Linked DNA regions of Anas platyrhynchos: region 1 is linked to region 2. A link is a contact called in public Hi-C data. All regions are on one chromosome and are shown on one strand. The core of a region is the stretch at or near the end of the contact, and the rest is flanking DNA. Distances in the headings are between cores, read along the strand shown. Region 1 holds the start of ADAMTS13 (ADAM metallopeptidase with thrombospondin type 1 motif 13). Region 2 holds the start of VAV2 (vav guanine nucleotide exchange factor 2).

Region 1 (5,261 bases), core at 1,389-3,888, 290 kb before region 2:
GTTAATTGATTTTCAATGTTTGGAACCTTGTCTTCAAAGTAACAAATTTGCAGCCACATACCTTTAGGTCATTGTGTAAAGCATGCCCAACTAAAATCCTTCCATTCAAGATATCCGCAACCTCCTTCTGAACGGTTTTAAAATCTTCACCTAAAAACACCACACAATTAAACCACCTTCCATTAGACACCTAAGATACTCTAAGCAAGCTACAGTTAAAACACTGCATCTTTTTTGTGAAGGCAATTGTACGTTTGGGACTATATAAATTATAAAACTTATCATAAGTTATATAAATTTGTATTTGACACTGAATCTTCTTGCCGTGAAGAGCACAACACTAAAAGGAAATCAACTTACACATTATTCCCACACCATAATTAACACGTGAATTTCATCTGGGATATCAGTGACCATTCTGTAAAAAAAGTACTTCTTCCCACATTTTTCCTAGCATTCAGACTAGATTTTATTTTCAATTTTTTTAATGTAAGTCTAAAACTTTTTCAAGCTCAACCAATGAGGCTTTTGTGGTAGCCTATTAAAATTACCTTCCTTGAAGAACATGTTTGGGAAAAATCTCCTACCTGTCTTTATGTTCTCAGGACGTATGCCACTAACAGCAGTTCTGTAATCCGTCACCTCTTCTGTAGGTTTGACATACTTATCATAAACACACTTCCCAAATTGGTTCACAATGGACACTCGAGCCACAATACTGTCTTCACCATTTGGTCCCACTCCCACCATCTCGCAGTCCATGGCTACTGTTCTTGTCAGACTGAAATGAAAAAAGGACAGCTTGGTGACACACCTGTTACAAGGACAGTACAGTGAAATTCACAAAGTGCACACATTTGGGAGAACTCAGCAGTGTGACTGTCAGCAGACCCAGGGGGATGTCAGCTTACATATTGCATCCACAAATCAGAGTTATCAGAAGAATCTTGATGCTTCTGCTGTCATGCTTCCCACTGGAATGCCACTCACCCATCAGAAGACTTTTCTTTAACCAGCACCCGCTCCACAGACTGTTCGGATCGGCCTGTTGGAAGTCCCAGTTTTCTTCTAGCAACTTCTGCTGCTTCAGGTCCTATTGCTGCTTCAATATCTTGTGGATCAACGTCATCAAACCAGATGTCAGCCCTGGTAAGTACAAATTTAATTATATTAAATAGTTTTTAAGTGGTTTTGCATCTTTATACTGTAGGAAAAGCATTTTTTTTTTTAAATTAAAAAATCAGCTCTAAAAAGTAGTCTAGCACTGTCATCTATACAAATCTGTTGCCTTATCTGAGGAGGGGCACTGTTCATCTTATTTCTCCCAAAATGTAGTCTGGAAGAGTGCAGCTATTTCGAATCTAATACTCTGTACTCCTTACATACACCTACTAAAATAAACATTCAAATACATGCATCATGCCTGAAGTACTCACTCTTTGGGCTGCTGCTCCACATCTTCAGCTTTCCTCTTCTTATGTTTTACATCACCCTTCTCCTTTTCAATATTGCCATTCTTCCTTTTTTCCTTGCAGCCTTTCCCATTGGTGCCATTTAAATTCTTGTCCGTTGCAACCTTCTTGGATTTTGGCTTAGCCAAAGGAGCATTGTCTTTAGCAGAACTGTTGTCCTTTTTATTTATGGATTTGGGCTTTAAATTCTTGTCCGCTGCAACCGCCTTGGATTTTTTCTTATCCAAAGGAGGACTGTCTTTAGCAGGACCATTTTCCTTTTTGTTTGCAGATTTGGGCTTTACCACGTTCTCACTCCCATTGCTAGCTGGAGCTTGTTGGCTGTTCCCCTCTTTGAGGGGATGCTTCTTTTTGGTGTGCGTTTGACATGCAGAGGGGGGCTCATCCGACTTATTTGCCTTTTGTTTCAGTAGCTAAAATGACCAAAAGGGAAAAAAAAAAAAAAAAAAGAGAGAGAGAAAATAAGATTATATCCCTTCAGTTCTATCCTGCTGTCATTTGTCAGAGTACTCCACACAGCGCCTCAGGGTGAAGCCAGGGGTCTCTACCTGGCTGAAGGGGCATTACTGCAACGGCACCTCCCCTGCGGGTTATTTTAACACAAATGCGTATTTTTTCATTACTATACGCGCTAGGGAACTGCGCTAGCAAGGAAAACGACAGCATCCCCGGCCCGGCAGCTCGCCCTCACCTCCTGCAGCGCCTTCCAGTTGGCGGAGAACTCCTGAGGGCTGCGGGGCGGGCCCGCCGCCATCTTAGGGCCCTGAGGCGCGGCCGGCTTCGGGGGGCGCCGCCGGAATTTCTTCTTCTTCTTGCCCTTCCCGGCGCTCGGCCCCGCCGCCCCGGGCTCCGCGGGGCCCCGTTTTGCCATGAGGGGACGGGGAACGGGAATCGAAGGGAGTGGCGGCCGCCGTTTCCTCAGCGCCTCGCAGCAGCGGCCCGGCGGGGAACGTGGCCCCGCGCTGCGGTTCCGGGCGTCGGGGCCGGGTCTGCGCTGGCGGCCCCTGGCGGCTGCGGGAGTGCTCGGCGCTGAGCCGCCCGTGGGGCGAGCCCTGAGGAGAGGGAAGGCTGGGGAAGGGGGTTGAATAAAGCTGGGGCTTCGATAAAGCTGGGATTTCAATAATGCTGAGGTTTCAATAAAGCTGGGGATTTCACGAGGGTGTTGTCTGCGTGCTTGGGGGGCAGGACCTGCGGGCCGGTGGCTCCCTGAGGGACTGTCCCTCTTTGCAGAAAATCAACTCTCCTGTTTAAACTGTATATTCTTTGCTTCTGTTCCACGATTGTATGCACCCTGTGTGGCCACCATCAGGGCCTGGCTCATGGTTTCGAGGTGCTGGGTCTTGCCATGCTTCACAGTATGTCTGAGGCTCCAGCAGAGTCGAGGTGCAGGGAGCAGCAAGGCACAGGTTGAACAAATTGGAGCCCAGTTCCCTGCAAATTGTACCTTGTTTATTTGGCTGCTAAAACTGCCCCAAACTCCTCTTATGGCTGCGCTCTCTGGCTGTGATAAAGCTGCAAACGTTGCGCAAAAAGCTCTGCCCCTACAGCTGTTCCTGTAAAGCTTCCCGCAGCAGTTCGATTCCCCCTCAACTGTCCCTCTCTGCAGAAAATCAACTCTCCTGTTTGTTTAAACTGTGTATTCTTCGCTTCCGTTCCACGTGATGCCTTGGGCTAAGCATTTTAATCACCCCTGGGCCAGAGTTTACCCTGCCGCACTGGTTGCAATTCTTCCAGCATGATCATCATCAGCTTGATGATCCGAGCTCTCATGATGTTCCCTCCGGGATTTTGTTGGCCATCCATTCTCCAAGAGGTAAGTTTGACCTCCAGAAAATGCAGTTTCCAGGAAGCCTTTTTTATTTCTAGGAAAAAAAAAAAAAAAAGAGGAGAGAAAATGCAATGTGTTCTAAGCCAAAATGTATCAAACCTCACTAATCAAGAAGATAAAGTTATTTCCTCTGGGTGGCCATTGTACAGCATATGCTTAGTGCAAACTAAAACCATTAGAACTTGGCATTGATACTTGTTGAATTGTTTGCTGATGTTTCTTCTAGGTTAGGTTCAGTTAAATAATAGTCTTGCATCCATTTGTTTTTCTTTAAAAAAATAAATAATAAAGTAAAACCATTCTTCTTCTTGCAGAAATTTCTCAGAGCATTGGATCCGGAAGATATTTTCTCTTACTTTGGAACCAGCTCAGTGTCTGATGGTATGCAGAGCTCCTTCCTTCTTGATGTTGGAACACATTTGTCAGTTTATTTCTAATCCCGTACATTTGATAATGCTAAGAACACTTATTAACTAACTCTGTTCTGACAAGCATTTAGCATTTCTGAGTTGCATTACTCAGTGAGGTAATCCATGTCTCAATGTGTTGAAGAACTGGGTCAGTCTTTAAAATCTCCTAAAGGAGATATGATAAATCTTTTTATGCGTTTCTGCTACAGTCCTCATTCTCTGTATTGGTATTTTTCTACAAGATTAACGCATCCAAGTCATCTGAATGGGAAGCTATAAACTAAGAATAGCTTTAAATGCACTTGTTTATTTTTTAAAAATAAACAGATGGAGAGACTAGCACTCTAGGTCTGGATTGGTGGCAGTTCAGAATAAAGACACATTCTGAACTCCCAAATTCTTGAAGCAAGGATGCTGTTGACCTGTGAGTTCATCTAGTGCACTTTCCAGTGTCTCTGTTTGGGTTATGATTATTCTCACTCAGTAATGCTTAACATCTGAGGAAGTAAAACTGTCTCAGCCTTTGTCAAATGAACCATTCTCCTTAACAAGGCAGCAGAAGCACAGATAAGTCAGGAGCTAGTTTCAGAGCTGTTGTCTGTTCCCAGTCAGAGTACACCGCTTTGGAATAGCTGAAAGCACAGAAGTTCTTTGACTACTGGCAAAATGACCTCAAAAGGCACAGTTATCAGCTGGAGAATAATTTTTTACAAAGATACAAATTATTATATTTGTTTTCTGTGTATCATAATTTCTTATAACTGTTCCCCTTGTTCTGGTTTTGTTTCATTTCTTTCAGTACCCGAGTTTGTGGTTGCTCAGCCGACTTGCCCTTGTAAAGAAGAGCACATTGAGCTGACATGTCAAATTCAACATTGCTCCATTAAGGCCTGGGGAGAAATCTATGCCTTTGAATTTCTAGAGGACCATGCCCTCGTTTCTTCTTCCTTTGTGATCAATCAAGTGGTGAACTCTTCCTTTAGCTTACTGAAGCAATTCTCAGGCAACTGCTTTGCAGGTGGCAAACCATCACTACCTCCTGGGGCTGAGTGTAGAGTCACTTATTGTGAAGGGCAGCTGGTGAGTATGCACTGAACTTATCAGCTTTTCTTACATGTATTTACAGCCTTTGCAGGTTTGCAGCTTGATGCTCCACACTTATGTGAACTGTCCTTTTAATAAATCTGAGCATTACAAAAGAGAAGGAGGAAGGATATGATACAGTCCTCCATGGTAGCAAATGTCTGGAATAACTCAGAGATGGAATTTCATTTCCTTTAGCAAGGAGTCGTCATTACAGATGAAGAAAAGATTCATATCAAGCCTGTCAGAAACAAAGATATGGCCCTGCTGAAGGATCTTGGCTTCTCCAGTGCCCATATTCTCTTCAGAAGTGCCAGAGTAGGATCAAATACAGCAAGAGGTAACATATTTGGAGAGGAAGCCCTGGTTGTTCTGCTCTGAAAAATTGTCTTCTGGTAGTAGGGCTGTTTGAATGAGCTGAGGGGAGAAATTTGTATCTGCAAGTATGTGATTATACTTGATATATGG
Region 2 (4,626 bases), core at 1,801-4,300:
TCTCTTCTGCAGCCAGGCAAACAGCTGGTTAGCCAGCCCAGCCAGTCAGGCAAAATGTGCCTTCATAATCAAAAACAACCTCTGAAGTTTCAAGGCACACTCTGTCTTGCACATCCCAGCCCCCGTGTCTGAACACATTGCAGCTGGTTTGACAAAAATCAGCTCCTGCCTTTTTTTTTTTTTTTTTTTTTTTTTTTTTTTTTTGAGATTCAGCCCAGAGAAACCCAACCCCGTGCTGGTGGCTGCAGGGGGGCACCGAGGGCTGTGCCCAACCCCTAGGCAGGGCTCAGCACCCTCCTGTCCCCCCCCCCACAGGGCTGCAAACACAGGGCAAAGAGCAGGGAGATGCTCTGCCTTTAGCTGCCCTGGGGGAGAATTCACAGCTTCCCAGCTTCAGGAACCGGGAGAGAAACATCAAGTGCCTAAGAGCACACGTGAAGGCTCGGGTCTAGGTGGATCAGCACGAGCTGAACCTTGCCCTAGCAGCCACTTCTCCACTGCTCTCCTTGCCTGACCACAAACGGGCTGCCCAAAGCCATCCGACCCCCCGAGCTCACTTCATGCTCTTCCTAAAGCCTGCAAGGCAGCTGGTGGTGCAGCAGAAAGCGATTTCAGCAACAGCTGGGCTGTAAACCCTCACCTCCAACAAGCAGCACCTGCGTCGGCAGCACGAGGCTCCTGCCACGGGGGCTGCAATCTAGGGCAGCTCCCCATCCTTAAACCCCTGCCTATTTCCCCACGGGGCAAACATTAAACTGAAGTTGGGTTGTAGGACTCTGATGTGCCAGTCCCTGCACAAGTGCAGCTCCAGCGAGATGATTTACGGTCGGTAACATCAGCAGAAGGCAGTTTGATGGGTTTACAGCCTGGCGAGCCCAGAGGAAGCCCCACAGCACTGTTCCACCCCGGGAAGAGCCCTCGGTGCGTGCTGCTTCCCCATCACCAGCAGGTCCACGTGCCAGCAGGAGCACTCACAGACAGAGCTGCCCTTTCACCTGCATGGTTGGGGTTTTCCACCCTGGCTGGCTGTGGGATCAAGGTCTCCATTTCAGCTGCTCCTGTGCACGCAGCAGAACACGCTTTGGGCCCCAAAACACGGCTCAGTTTGGCGCCCAGCACCCCGCAGGCGAGCTGTCCTCAGCCACAGCAGCTCCCCCAGCGCACGTGGCCGTGCTTTGCTGGCTGGGGAGCCACGAGGGCCACAAACCCACTGTTACCCTGAACAAAACTCTGAAAAAAAAAAAAAAAACAGGGAAAGGCGCTTGCATGGCAGCGTGCTTGCACAGCACACAGCAGAACTCCAGATAACGTTACGTTATTTATCTGTGAATGCTTTGACACCCAGATTCTCACATGCCCTCGTGACCAGGAAATTTCCCCTCCCTTTTTACCAAGCTCTGGGCTGTTCAAACAGGACAGCAGCTTCCCAGCTGCCCATGGGCACGGCAGCTGCGGGGCCGGGGACGCACGGCCAGGTTTTGTTGGTTTCTCATCGATTTTCATTTCCCGATTTCCACGCAAATGCCGTGCGGCTCAGCACGCGGGAACACGGAGAGCTGCAAACCAGCCAGGCAGAGCCAATCTGGTGTTCAAGCATCCTTCCACCAAAACAATCCCAGATGGAAACACGCCCAGGGAGGGAACCCTAAAGCCTTAGGGTCACCCGACCCCAAATCCTGGTGGTGGGCAGCGCTGAGCCCAGCCCTACAGCACCATGCCCCCAGGTCCGGGGCAGGCTGGCAGAGCTCCTGGGGAGTGTTTTCTTCTCGTTTTTGATCTTTCTGGGCAAACTTTTGCCCCTCGGGCCAGCAACCCTGCCAGGACAGCGCTCAGAGCACCGCTCCTGCAGCGCATCAAAGCCGAACATAAGCCTCGAGAAAAGCCCTGGAAGTAACCACGCCAGCCTCATCCCGGCCGTGCTGGCTGCTTTTGTTTCGAGAGGGCTATAAATATGGGGGGGGGGGCACACACAGACTGCCTTCTTCCCCCGGGGCGGTTTCTCCCCCCCCCAGCCCCCTTGTGCAGCCGCTGCCGGCTTCCCAGCCCTGAGCCCCGGTGCTGGGGCTGAGCCTCGGGGTACGGGTTTGGAGCTAAAATAGGGGGGTTGGGGGCTAAGGGCAGCCGGGGGGGCTGGAAAAAAAGCTCTACACACACACACACACACCTATCCACGCCCGCACTCACTCATCCCACGAAGTTTTGCAAGAACAACACAAAGAGCCCTATACGCATACCACCACCCCCCCAAAAAAAAATAATAAAAAATAAAAATCCAATGAATACCTGGGACATCTGGGGCCTGAAGTTGATGTCCTTGAGGTCGATGGAGCCGGGGGAGAGGTTGTGGAGCAGCTGGCACAGCAGCACCCCGTCCCGCAGCGCCTGCGCCAGGTCGAAGACCACCGCCGAGGGCCAGACCACCCGGTGGTTGGGGGGCAAAACTTTGCAGTCGATGAGCCAGCGGCCGCACTGCCTCCACTCCTCCATGGCCACGACCTTCCTCCTCCTCCTCCTCCTCTTCCTCCTCCTCCCTGCTCAGGGGCAGCGGGCGGCTGCCGCCGCGCTACCGCCCCGCTCCATCGCCGCTCACCGCCCGGGGAAGCATCGGCGGGGAGGAGGAGGAGGAGGAGGAGGAAGGAGGAGGAAGGGGAGGAGGGGGACGGCGCCGAGTTTTCCGGCGGAGGGCTGCCCCTGCCCCCGCTGCGGCCCCACCGCCGGGGCTAGGCGCGCCGCATCGGCCCGGGAACAAAGGGGCCACCCCCGCGCAACTTCGTGTCCCCCCTCCCCGGCCCGGGGAAACTTGCTCCTGCCGCTGCTGCTTTTGCTGCTTTTGCTCCTTTTGCTCCTGCTTTTGCTCCTCCTGCAGCCGCTGCTCCTGCTCCCGAAGCTGCTCCTGCTCCCGAAGCTGCTCTCGCTCCTGGTGCTGCTCCTGCTTTTGCTCCTGCCCCCGCCCCACCTGCACAGCCGCGGAGCTGGCGCTGGGGACGCCCCCGCTGCCGTCGCGGGTGGGAATTTGCTGCCCCCCCCCTCCCCTCACCACCACCACCACCCCCGGGCCGAAGCCCCCGCCCCGCCGGGAGGAGCTCCCGGCCCGCCCCCGCCGCCCCTTTGTCTGCGGGAGCGCTGCACGCCTCCTTTCCTTCCCTTTTATTTTTTTTTTTATTTTCCCCTTTATTTTCTCTCTTTGCACCCCCCCCCGCTCCCTCCTCCTGCAGCTCCCCGCTCCCCGTCCTGCTGCGGACCCCCCCCAGCCGCCCGCTGCTCCGCTCCCCCCCGGCCCCCGTTCGCATTTGGGGTCCCCAAGACCCCCCCCCAGCAGCCTCCCGGCCCTCCCCCGAGCAGCCGCTGCTTTGTCTGGCTCCACGCTCCCCCTCTCCGGCTCGTGTTTGGGCTGCAAATACTGCAGGGGAGATGTTTAACCCAAACAAGCGATCGTGTTCCTTGACTTTCAAACACGAAGACAACTCCTATAATTAATTACCAGCGTATTTATTGCAAACCTCAACTCTTGGCCATTAACTCCTTGGCAGCAAACTCCTGAAAATCTCTAATTTTCCCTCGGTGGCTCCCATCCAAATCAGCACACTTCAGAGCAGCCTCTTTTCAAATCTGGTCTGAGTTTTCTTTGGAGATCCTCTCCCAAGAGTTTGTCAATTAATTTTCGTCCTGGCTTTCCAGATAGCCAACACCGGAAGCCGAGGCTGGGACGAAGGGAAGCTATTAACCTGGATGTCAAACAAATGCAACGCTAATCTCTTCCAAATGTAGCCAAGTGGAGATAAAGAAGAAAGAGCAACTCTGCTGGCATGACCCTTCGCTTCCAGGATGGGAAGGAAGATCCCTGTAAAGAATGAAAAACAATTGTTTGATATTCCAAGGACAGTTTGGAGAAGCTTTTTTATTTTTTTATTTATTTTTTTTCAAATAGCACGGGAAGTGCTTCTTTTAGCCTGATGTGCTGGCGCTCGATCTGCCCCCGGTCTGGCTGCGTGCGGTGCCTGGTGCGCCTCTGGCAGGGCAGGATGGGTGCGAGTATAAACGGAGAGGGAACAGCATCCCTGTGCCCCGGCCTCGCAATCAGAGCTGTGCCCTGCCCTGGGTGTACTGGGGAGCATGCTGATCCGCAGCTCCCCGTACCCTGCGGAGGTGATTTCTCTCCATAACTTTCTCATTCCTGAAGTTCACCATTAAGCCTCTCTGCCTGGGCTCCAGCAGCACCCAGTGGGCAGGAGTCACGCAGCCATTGAAAGGCGTGGAGTCCTGCCAGGGATAATTTTGGGTCACTGAGCCCTAGTCTGCCCTGTGAGATCAGGTCTGTAGGTAGAGGGCTACAGAGGAGTTTATTATATGCGTATAATTAAAGCTGCTTGCTATGGCCTGGCTTTTTTTACTGCATAATAAAACCCCTGCTTGGCCCCCGGACACTTAGGACCGATCGCCGCAGCTGCAAAGCCAGCATCTGCGTGGGAGGTGCTGAAGCAAGGACGCTTCTCACCCACCTCTGCAGCAGGAAAAACAGCTGATAGCAGGGATTTCTGAGAGGGGAAACAACTGGAAGGCAAGGCTCGGCGACGAGCGTGCAGCCAGCACGCACTCTTGTGGGCTGCGAGCTGCAGATCATACAAA

Evidence for each region. A called contact is a pair of places that touch in the nucleus more often than the background predicts.
Region 1: a Hi-C map of subcutaneous adipose tissue shows a contact between it and region 2, with 1.6 times the contacts expected there. The contact joins the promoter of ADAMTS13 here to the promoter of VAV2 in region 2. A contact is called at or near these places in 2 of 8 Hi-C or Micro-C datasets (skeletal muscle and subcutaneous adipose tissue).

The regions. Positions count from the first base shown.
Region 1 is chr18:9,188,034-9,193,294 of IASCAAS_PekinDuck_T2T, reverse strand. It overlaps ADAMTS13 (ADAM metallopeptidase with thrombospondin type 1 motif 13), which reads left to right and starts at 2,638. Exons shown (of 29, transcript XM_005013267.6): 1 at 2,638-3,285; 2 at 3,615-3,681; 3 at 4,510-4,790; 4 at 4,992-5,133. The coding sequence starts at 3,208. REXO4 (REX4 homolog, 3'-5' exonuclease) reads right to left here and starts at 2,487. Exons shown (of 8, transcript XM_072025399.1): 1 at 2,164-2,487; 2 at 1,437-1,885; 3 at 991-1,146; 4 at 588-781; 5 at 62-150. The coding sequence starts at 2,343.
Region 2 is chr18:8,901,846-8,906,471 of IASCAAS_PekinDuck_T2T, reverse strand. It overlaps VAV2 (vav guanine nucleotide exchange factor 2), which reads right to left and starts at 3,050. Exons shown (of 28, transcript XM_027471053.3): 1 at 2,284-3,050. The coding sequence starts at 2,487. LOC110351613 (a long non-coding RNA gene) reads right to left here. Exons shown (of 2, transcript XR_003500981.3): 2 at 3,469-3,841.